Regions from separate parts of the Sus scrofa genome. Here region 1 is linked to region 2. Evidence: chromatin contacts called from public Hi-C data. All regions are on one chromosome and are shown on one strand. The core of a region is the stretch at or near the end of the contact, and the rest is flanking DNA. Distances in the headings are between cores, read along the strand shown. Region 1 holds the start of LOC100517145 (complement C3). Region 2 holds the start of OLFM2 (noelin-2).

Region 1 (4,344 bases), core at 233-2,732, 83 kb after region 2:
GGATGTGGGTTCAATCCCTGGCCTCGCTCAGCGGGTTGAGGATCCAGCGTTGCTGTGGCTATGGCAGTGGCCGGCAGCTGCAACTCTGATTCGACCCCTAGCCCGGGAATTTCCATATGCTGCAGTTGCAGGCCCCTAAAAAGCAATTCACTCATTCATTCATTCACCTTGTCTAACCTTCTCCTCCCCCCCCCCTTAAAAAAAAAGAATCTGGAAAGTGGGTACACATTGCACCTGAATCACAGGAGGCTGTGAGGTTTAAGAAGAAATTGCGTCATAGACATTAGTAAGTTCTCAGAGAACGTCCACTTGACTCAAGCAGGGACCTTGCCTATTATGGTCATTGCTGTGTCTCCAGCCTGCTAAGTAGGGCCAAGTTTGTATTAAATACTCAGTGAAACTTGGTTACATAAATGTATATTATCATCATTGTGTGGAGGAGATCTTGGGACCCTTCCAAGCTGACGGTGATTGAAAAAGAAAGAACCAGGCAACCTTGTCTGCAACCCTACCTGCTTCTAAGAGGCAGACACCACAAACTGGGTTCAACATCTTTAACATGTCATAGAATTCCCAGAAATCACCTCAGAGGACACTCGAGGAAGATGGAGAACAGCTTTACTACGCCGGTGTGTTCACAGGAAATTGCTTCCCAATCATGGACCCCGAACAGAAAGGGGAAGACACATTTATAGTGCTTGCTTATGTGTCTAACATGCTACATTAATCTTTATTACATGCAGGATACAGAAAGATGTATAGCTGTACAGAATGTCTTATATTGTTACTTTAATGATTGACTTCAAGTACAACCTAGCTATTTTTGAATTTCTTTAGAACAATCGGGGCCCGGAGTTTCTCAAGTCCTAATGACTTTGTTTTTCTCAGAGCCCTCGTATGAGTCACCTTAAGTTCACCAAGATGGATGGTGGCAGCAAAATGGCTTTGCTCTTGTCAAGCTCCCTATTCCCTTTTCCAAGCCCCTACAAACAGGCATATTAAACAGCCAGTGAGAATTCCTTCAAGATAGAGAAAGCCTTCTTCCAGAAATGCTTCAAGCATGATGTGTTTTCCTCCCTGGTTTAAGATGTATCATTTGCCTTCTGGAGAAGGAGCCCAGAGAGATTGGCATGATTTAGGAATAATGGACAATGTCGCAATTTACCAAGTGTAGTCGTCTCCTGAAAGGAAGGAGAAGAACCATGCGGCTCATGCTGGGTGCAGAAAGATCTGAAGCCCTGGGAGAGGACTTGACCTGTGCATTTTCCAGAAGCTTCCATTTCAGTGGGTTCCGGGGCCAAGGAGCTAAACACCATGTGGCAGATTGTGCCTGTGATTGGGAAATGAAAACATAATGCCTGAGCTGCCGTGTGAGCAGCTACCCTAGCAACTCTTGCCAGTTTCACAAGGACAGAGGTGGGGACTAGCCTGTCTCCTCCTGCCCCTGCCAGCCAATCCCAACCCAAGCCTGGAGTTCATGCCCAGGGCCACGTGAGCCAGGCTCCCTGCTGGGGGAGGGCGTGGGGGCAGGGCTTCAAGATAAGCCCCCTAGGCTGATGGGAAAGGCAGCCTTCCTAATACGCTGACCTCCCCAAGGCAGGGGGTGGGGCGGAAACCCTTCTCTATGCAAATATCCCCAACCCCCCATGCCTTGGAGGCCCAGCTGAGGAGGGAGAAGGGGCCCCCTCCTGCCACCTGGATTTATGGGAATGTCCTCCCCACCATCGTTTAGATATTAACTCAGGGGACAGGCCAAGGCAAGGCAAACAGAGCAGAGCTGGGGTGGACCAGAGGACAAGCATCTGTGGCTCGTGGCCCCACATCATCCTCCCACCGCCATGGATGTGCCCTGGCCCCTGGGGTTGATTCTGCTCCTCCTGGGGGCCCAAGTCGTCCATGCTGAGCCACTGTGAGTCTGGAGAACCAGGGGACATCTGCCATCTGCCTGATGCCCTTGCATGCCACCCCATCCATCACTTCCCCCACTTGAGTCCCCCTGTGCCTCTTTGTCTGCTGGCAGGTACATGCTGGTGACCCCCCGGGTCCTGCGGGTCAGCAGTCCAGAGAACATCCATGTGCAGGCTCACTCAGACTCCGGAGAGCCCCTCACCAGGCCCCTCGAGGTCAATCTCACCGTGTGGGACTTCCCCATGAAGAAGACCATCGTGGCCAGGAGCCAGCTCATTCTCTCACCAGAGAACAACTTTATGGACCAGACACCGGTGACGGTGGGTGACAGGCCAGGATGGGCAGCCGGAAGGGGAGGTGCTGGGTCAGCACCAAGAGTGGAGAGGGGCGGACTCTAGAGAGACTTCCCATGAGGCTCACTGGAGAAGAGGTGCAGTGCCTGGATATACTTAGTAGTCCCATGTTTCGCTTTTTTTTTTTTTTTTTTTTTTTCCCTCCCACTACTCGCACATGTGTAAATTCCAGGGCTAGGGATCGCACCATAGCAGTGACAACGCCAGATCCTTAATCCACTGAGACACCAGGGAACTCTGTCCTGTCCATTTAGAAATCCCAAGTCCCATGGAGCTCTCTTGTGGCACAGCAGTTTAAGGATCCAGTGTCGTCACTGCTATGGCTCTGGTTCCATCCCTGGCCCGGGAACTTATGTATGACGAGGTCACAGCCAAAGACAGATAGATGGGTAGATAGATAGATAGACAGACAGATAGATGATAGATAAAATAAAAATAAAGTGCCTTAAGTCGTCTGGATTAGCCCATATAACGCCTCTGTGCAAATTAGTTCAAAGGCGCCCTCTGCTGGTGTCTTGGGAAGCTGAGCCTAAAAGGAATCGCATCCCTCCTGGGCTGGGTGGGTGTGCTTGTTCAGGAGCAACCTGGACCACACACGTGGGGACCTTGTTCCCAAAGGCAGAGCCACAGAGCTCCCATTCCACTGATACTCCAAGATCCCGCCCAGAGCTTTGTCCGCAAGGATGGAGACCCCAGCAGGCCCTGAGTGTGGGTATCTTTCTCCAGATTCCCAAGAAACTGGTATACCCCCCGCAACCAGGGACACAGTATGTCATCATCCAGGCAAGATGGGCACCCACCTCCGTCTCTTCATCCATGGAGAAGCTGGTGCTGGTGGCTCCTCATGCTGGCTACATCTTCATCCAGACAGACAAGACCATCTACACACCTGAGCACTTGGGTAAAACCCCCGGTTATCTGGCCTGGAGCAGTCACTGACTCTCAAGATGCCCACATGTTCCATGTCCCAAGGTGTCCTTCTGTCCAAGGTCCCCCCAGTGCCCAAGGTCCTGATGGCCCCACACACATACACACACTCACCTTTCCAAACTCTCCCACGCTCAGAGTCCTTCCTCCTCCTCCTCCAGTTCAATACCGGGTGTACACTGTGGACCACAAGATGGATCCTGTGACCAGGACATTCACTCTGGACATCAAGGTGGCCTCTCCTGAGGGGAGAGTAGATCCTAGACATTGGGGTTGGATCATGTGCCGGAGGCCTAGGGCATGAAATACCCATTCCCTCTCCCCACAGAACCCTCAAGGGGTCACTGTGATCAGCCAAGACTTCCAGGCCAAGGATGGGGTCTTAGCAAGCTCCTTCCCCCTCCCAGAGCTCATCAGGTACCTGCTGGGACCCCTAGGGCTGGGCTGGAGAGCTTGGCAGCTTCTTTTCTCAGGCTCCAGCTCTACTGACATTCTGTCCTCAGTCTTGGGACCTGGAGCATCGAAGCCAGTTACCAAAGTGCGCCCAAGCAGAAGTTCAAGGCAGCCTTTGAGGTGAAGGAGTACGGTGAGAGGGGTGTAATGAGAAGGGTGTGACGGGGCAGACAAGGTGGGGCTCACAAGGAATGGTGCTGGAACCAGAAGGGAGGGTTCATGTTGCCCCCACAGGGTGCCAAGGCCTGAGTTAGGTGCTGGTGAATGAGACCAAGTGTTTCAGCCCTTGTGGGTTGCCAGAATCACTGAGGAAGGAGCAGGGCGGTGTCGGGTGTGGGGGTGGCGGTGAAATGTCAAGGATGGGAGTTCCTGTCGTGGTTCAGTGGTTAGCGAACCTGACAAGCTTCCATGAGGACGTGAGTTCAATCCCTGGCCTTGCTCAGTGGGTTAAGGATCCAGCGTTGCCATGAGCTGTGGTGTAGGTGGCAGACGCGGCTCAGATCCTGTGTTGCTGTGGCTGTGGCATAGACCGGTGGCTACGGCTCCAATTGGAGCCCTAGCCTGGGAACCTCCATATGCCGCAGGTGTGGCCCTAAAAAGACAAAAAGACAAAAAAAAAGAAAGAAAGAAATGTTGAGATTGACTCTCCCTCTGTTTTTTTTTTTTGCTTTTGTTTTTGTTTTTTGTTTTTTGTTTTTTTGGC
Region 2 (4,271 bases), core at 1,759-4,258:
TCCCTGGGCTCATCTCACCTCAGCTTCCCTTTCACTCTGGCCCCTCCTGCCACACCAGCCTCCTTGCTGCTCCTCAAACACACCAAGCTTGCCCCCACATGAAGACACTTGCTGTCCCTGCTTTGAGTGCTCTTCCCCTGGATACTGAAGACACCTCTCTCACCTCCTTCAGATGTCACCTCAAACATCAGAGACACCCTTCTGCCAGTCTCTAAAATAGTCTCCCACACCACCACCATCATTCTTTAATCCCCTTTACCCTATTTATTATTCTTCATGCTACTTGCATTGTATTATATATTTATTTAGCTGTTGACATTGTATTATGTATGTATTTGGTTCCTGTCTGCCTCTCCAACTCCAGGAGGGCTGGGACTTGATGACTTGGTTCATGGCCTTATCCCCAGTGCTTAATCGCATCTGCTGACTGAATGCAGAAATGACTGGTTTCTAGAAAGGACCCCTGGTGGAGCCCAGAGCCCATCAAGAACAGAGGAGGGGATTCTGGCAAGTGATGGAGGGAAGGAAAGGGGACAGAGCATCCATCCTCCGGACTCTTCTCTTCCCTGGGGCACCAGGCTGGGTGGGCACGCTGGGGCAGAGACCTGTTTACAACAGCTGTAGTGCCCATGGTGGCTGCCTGGAGGCACTGAAGCCGGTGGCAGGACCCCACCAGCCTCGTGCCAGCTGATTACCCCAGTTTAGCTTCCGCCACATCCGCCTTTAGCCCCGCCCCACAAAGCGCCTCATTTAGCTCCGCCCCATGAATCTGCATGTTATCCCCGCCCCCAAGCATCTCCCACCTTACTCTTGGGTCATCCAATAGCACCTCTCACTGCACTCTCCCACCCACCTTGGCAATCTTGACGACAGAACAGGAAAGAGAGCTTCCCACGGGCTAGCAGCGGTGGGGGAGAATCCCCAGGTAGTGGGATCCTTCTTGGACACCAAATTCAATTTCACTCCTGGTTCATTTTTACCCACCATTCTCTGAAGTGTATGCCTCTTTTGGTCTCTGGTCTCTACTTCTTTGGGGCTCACATATCAATTGAGCACCTATTGTGTGTAGCCTGATGCTCGCACTGAGTACACTTCCCATTCCAGACAGTATATGGGTGGGTACTGAGACGGGGAAACAGAGGAGTGAAGGAGGGGACTTCACCAGGTCTCCTTGTGGCCTGGAAATTCTTCTTTGTAGAATTGGCTCTCGATTCCTCCCAATATCTCACTTGGTGTGTGAATCAGAATCTGATTCGCTTCTTCTCTTGACCAGGAAAGAGAAGGTGTCAGGACCTTCTGAGGTTTTCCTCTGAGCATCTACCTCGAAACCCTCCTAGTGTCCACACAGGCACTGTCTACACCCATGGAATGGATTATTTAACCCAAGGAGCTGGACTGCCTTGGTTCAAACCTAGCTCTGCCACTCTCAAGCTGGCTGTACTTAAACAAGTTACCTAACTTTTCTGTGCCTCGGCCTCCCCATCTGTAAAATGAAGGTAACAAGCATCCACCAGTAGGAGCTCTAAGGCTTAAATGCCTTAGTTCATTCTGTGTGCTGAAATTGGGCCCAGCACATAATAAGCACTTAAGAAGTGTTAGCTGTAATTATAATTATTATTTTATTATTTTGGATTCCAGTTTCCCTCTGAGCTCCTAAAGATCTGAGAACTTGGGCGGGTGTCCCCCCCAAGATGGAAGAGGAAAGAGGTTTCACAATAGCTGAAAAAGCTGGGACCCCCCTACCTTTTGCCAGCCCCCCAAGCCTAATCAAGAGATGAGGGACCATAGAGGGACATACTTTCCTGAAAGCATGAATGGAGTGTGGGAGGCAACAACACACACTTTTGCACACACAGCCCTTGCCCGAACACCCCCTTTTAGAGTGACTTAATTCGGGCACAGAATGACACACGGTTACCCAAAGCTCCCACACAGCCACACACCTGGTCACACACGTTTTGTACAACACCCGGGCAGACGGACAGAGCCATGAGGACACAGACACACACGGTCCTTTACACACAGCTACAGATGCCCAAATCCCACTGGGATTAGCACAGTCCTCACTTGCTGTCACATTGCCAGTCACACACAGACACACAACTCCAGTCGCAGGCTCACAAGCCTCACACTGTCACATCAGCCCCCTGGTCTCAGCCTCCCACTGTCACACACAGACTGCCTCACGCACAAACACCCTCTCCCCATCACGCCCCAACTCACGCACAGTGGGATATACAACTGCACAGCCACACACAAAACTCTCAGTCACACCCAGCCGTGTGACAAAGGCACACACACGTTTTACCCAGCACCCCTCCAGTACCTCACACACGTCCCCGTCAGTCACTCACACGTGAGTCCCGCCCCCTTTCCCACACCGGGGGTGCGGGAGAGGAGTGGGGGGCTGTAAAAACCGGGTACCTCCTGCCATGATGGGGGCGTGAAGGATAAGCAACACCCAAGGCCCCCTGAAGTCCCCCCACTACCACCCCACTCAGCTTGTGCGAGACGGCGGATGTGAGCTCCGGGTCACCGAGAGGCTGAGAACCCCGAAGCTGGGTTCAGGTTGTCCCCCAAACCATCCCAGCTTGAGGCTGGATGTGAAGCTCCCCTTCTTATTCCCAGAGCCAGGGTGGACGTCCCAGCCCCTCCCTCGCTGCGACCCCTCTCCCTCGAAGCCCAGGGGGGCTCAGGGGGTCCCCAATCCCTTTTCAGCCGGAACCCCAAAGCCCACTCCCCGCTTGGAGCCCTCTGCGCCCGCACCTGCCCGCCGGGCCCCTACCTGTCCGGCGAGGCCTGAGCACAGCAGCAGCAGCAGCAGCGGCGGCGGCGGCGGGACCGTGAGCGGCCACATGACGTGCCCCCGGCCCGGCGTCCGGTCCCCCGCCCGCCCTAGCGGCGCCTCGGCACGAGGACCGCGACCATGCGCGATCCCGCCCGCCCGGCTGGGGCGACCCTCCGCCGCCACCTCCCCCGCCTCGCCGGCGGCTGGGATTCCGCCCCACCCCCGCCCCCCTCGCAAGCTCCCAGTCTTTGTTGCGGGCTCCGCCCCCCCCGCCCCGCCCCCAGCTCGTCTTCGGGCGCCGACCGGGCTGGGTCTGGGGGCGGGGAAGGGGCGGGGGAAGCTGACACAGGGGAGGGGAGCTGGGGACGCAACCCACAGCCCAGAGGCCATTACTGGGGCAGGTCTTGGGGATGGGGGAGGGTCATGGGGATGGGGGAGGATAGGGGGCTCCGTCACGTGGTTGTCAATTTCACCCTCCCTAGACATTTCCTACGTTATAAATGAGGGGTGAGGGGCGAGGGGCGAGGGGCGAGGGGCGGGGGGGGGTCCAGGGGCGAAGGAAGGAAGAGGAAGGCCTGGTAGCAGAAGAGAAACTGAGAGGCCTCTTCTTTAAAGAACTCATCTGTCTACGGAGAAACTGAGGCAAGTCTGTGGAATTGAACGTTGGTAGAAGTGGGTCACTGCTGGGACCACGGTGCAGGGGGAGAGATGGAGACAGAAAGTGAGAAACAGATACAGGTGGCGGGAGACTGCTACGCGGGCCCAAGGGGATGGCCAGCTGGTGGGCATCTTGTTTTCACACATCTCCCTTCCCCAGAGACCCTCTCGCTCAAAGCCTCCCCTCCCCCACCACACCTAGGACAGGCTCTCGCTCTCATTTCAATGACCCAAGTCAGGAGACCAGATTCCCCAGAGAATCAAAACATTAACGCTGCCTGCCCACGAAGCTATTTGCATATGAAAGGCGTCCTTGTCCAGTCTCCAGCCTTCCTCCGCCTCTCCCCTTTCATCAGTCTCCCCAATCAACTTCCTTCCCCAAAGTCCCTCTGTGGCTTTTTGGTTGAGGGAGCAAGCAAGCCAGATTATAGAGGGAAATATCTGTAAAATATCAGGAGTGGGGAGGCCTGGCTTTTTTCTGACCCTACTGGGTGGCAGGCAGATGAAAAGTTATGGATGGTTTCATCAAAACAAGGAGGAAAAGGGTGTTCCCGTTGCAGCTCAGCAGTAACGAACACGACTGGTGTCCATGAGGATGTAGGTTCAATTCCTGGCCTCGCTAAGTGGGTCAGGGATCCAGCAATGCAGTGAGCTGTGGTGTAGGTTGCAGATGTGGCTCAGATCCCACATTGCTGTGGCTGTGGCGTAGGCCAGCAGCTGCAGCTCAGATTCAGCCCCTAGCCTGGGAACTTCCATATGCTACATGTGTGGCCCTAAAAAGCAAAAACAAACAAACAAGGAGGAAGAGCTTGTCCAAAAGGACCTC

What was found. Hi-C and Micro-C count contacts between places; a contact is called where the count stands out from the background.
Region 1: a contact with region 2 is called in a Hi-C map of skeletal muscle, with 7 times the contacts expected there. The contact joins the promoter of LOC100517145 here to the promoter of OLFM2 in region 2. A contact is called at or near these places in 2 of 5 promoter capture datasets (fetal skeletal muscle and liver), 26 of 47 Hi-C or Micro-C datasets (adipose tissue, alveolar macrophages, brain and 16 more) and 1 of 2 datasets of contacts at active chromatin or transcription factors (skeletal muscle).

What each region holds. Positions count from the first base shown.
Region 1 is chr2:68,888,736-68,893,079 of Sscrofa11.1, forward strand. It overlaps LOC100517145 (complement C3), which reads left to right and starts at 1,483. Exons shown (of 41, transcript XM_005654852.3): 1 at 1,483-1,909; 2 at 2,021-2,228; 3 at 2,988-3,162; 4 at 3,350-3,420; 5 at 3,517-3,605; 6 at 3,692-3,774. The coding sequence starts at 1,839. It overlaps LOC102165061 (a long non-coding RNA gene), which reads right to left and starts at 2,222. Exons shown (of 4, transcript XR_298095.3): 1 at 2,135-2,222; 2 at 1,166-1,330.
Region 2 is chr2:68,804,199-68,808,469 of Sscrofa11.1, forward strand. It overlaps OLFM2 (noelin-2), which reads right to left and starts at 3,009. Exons shown (of 6, transcript XM_003123228.4): 1 at 2,786-3,009. The coding sequence starts at 2,857.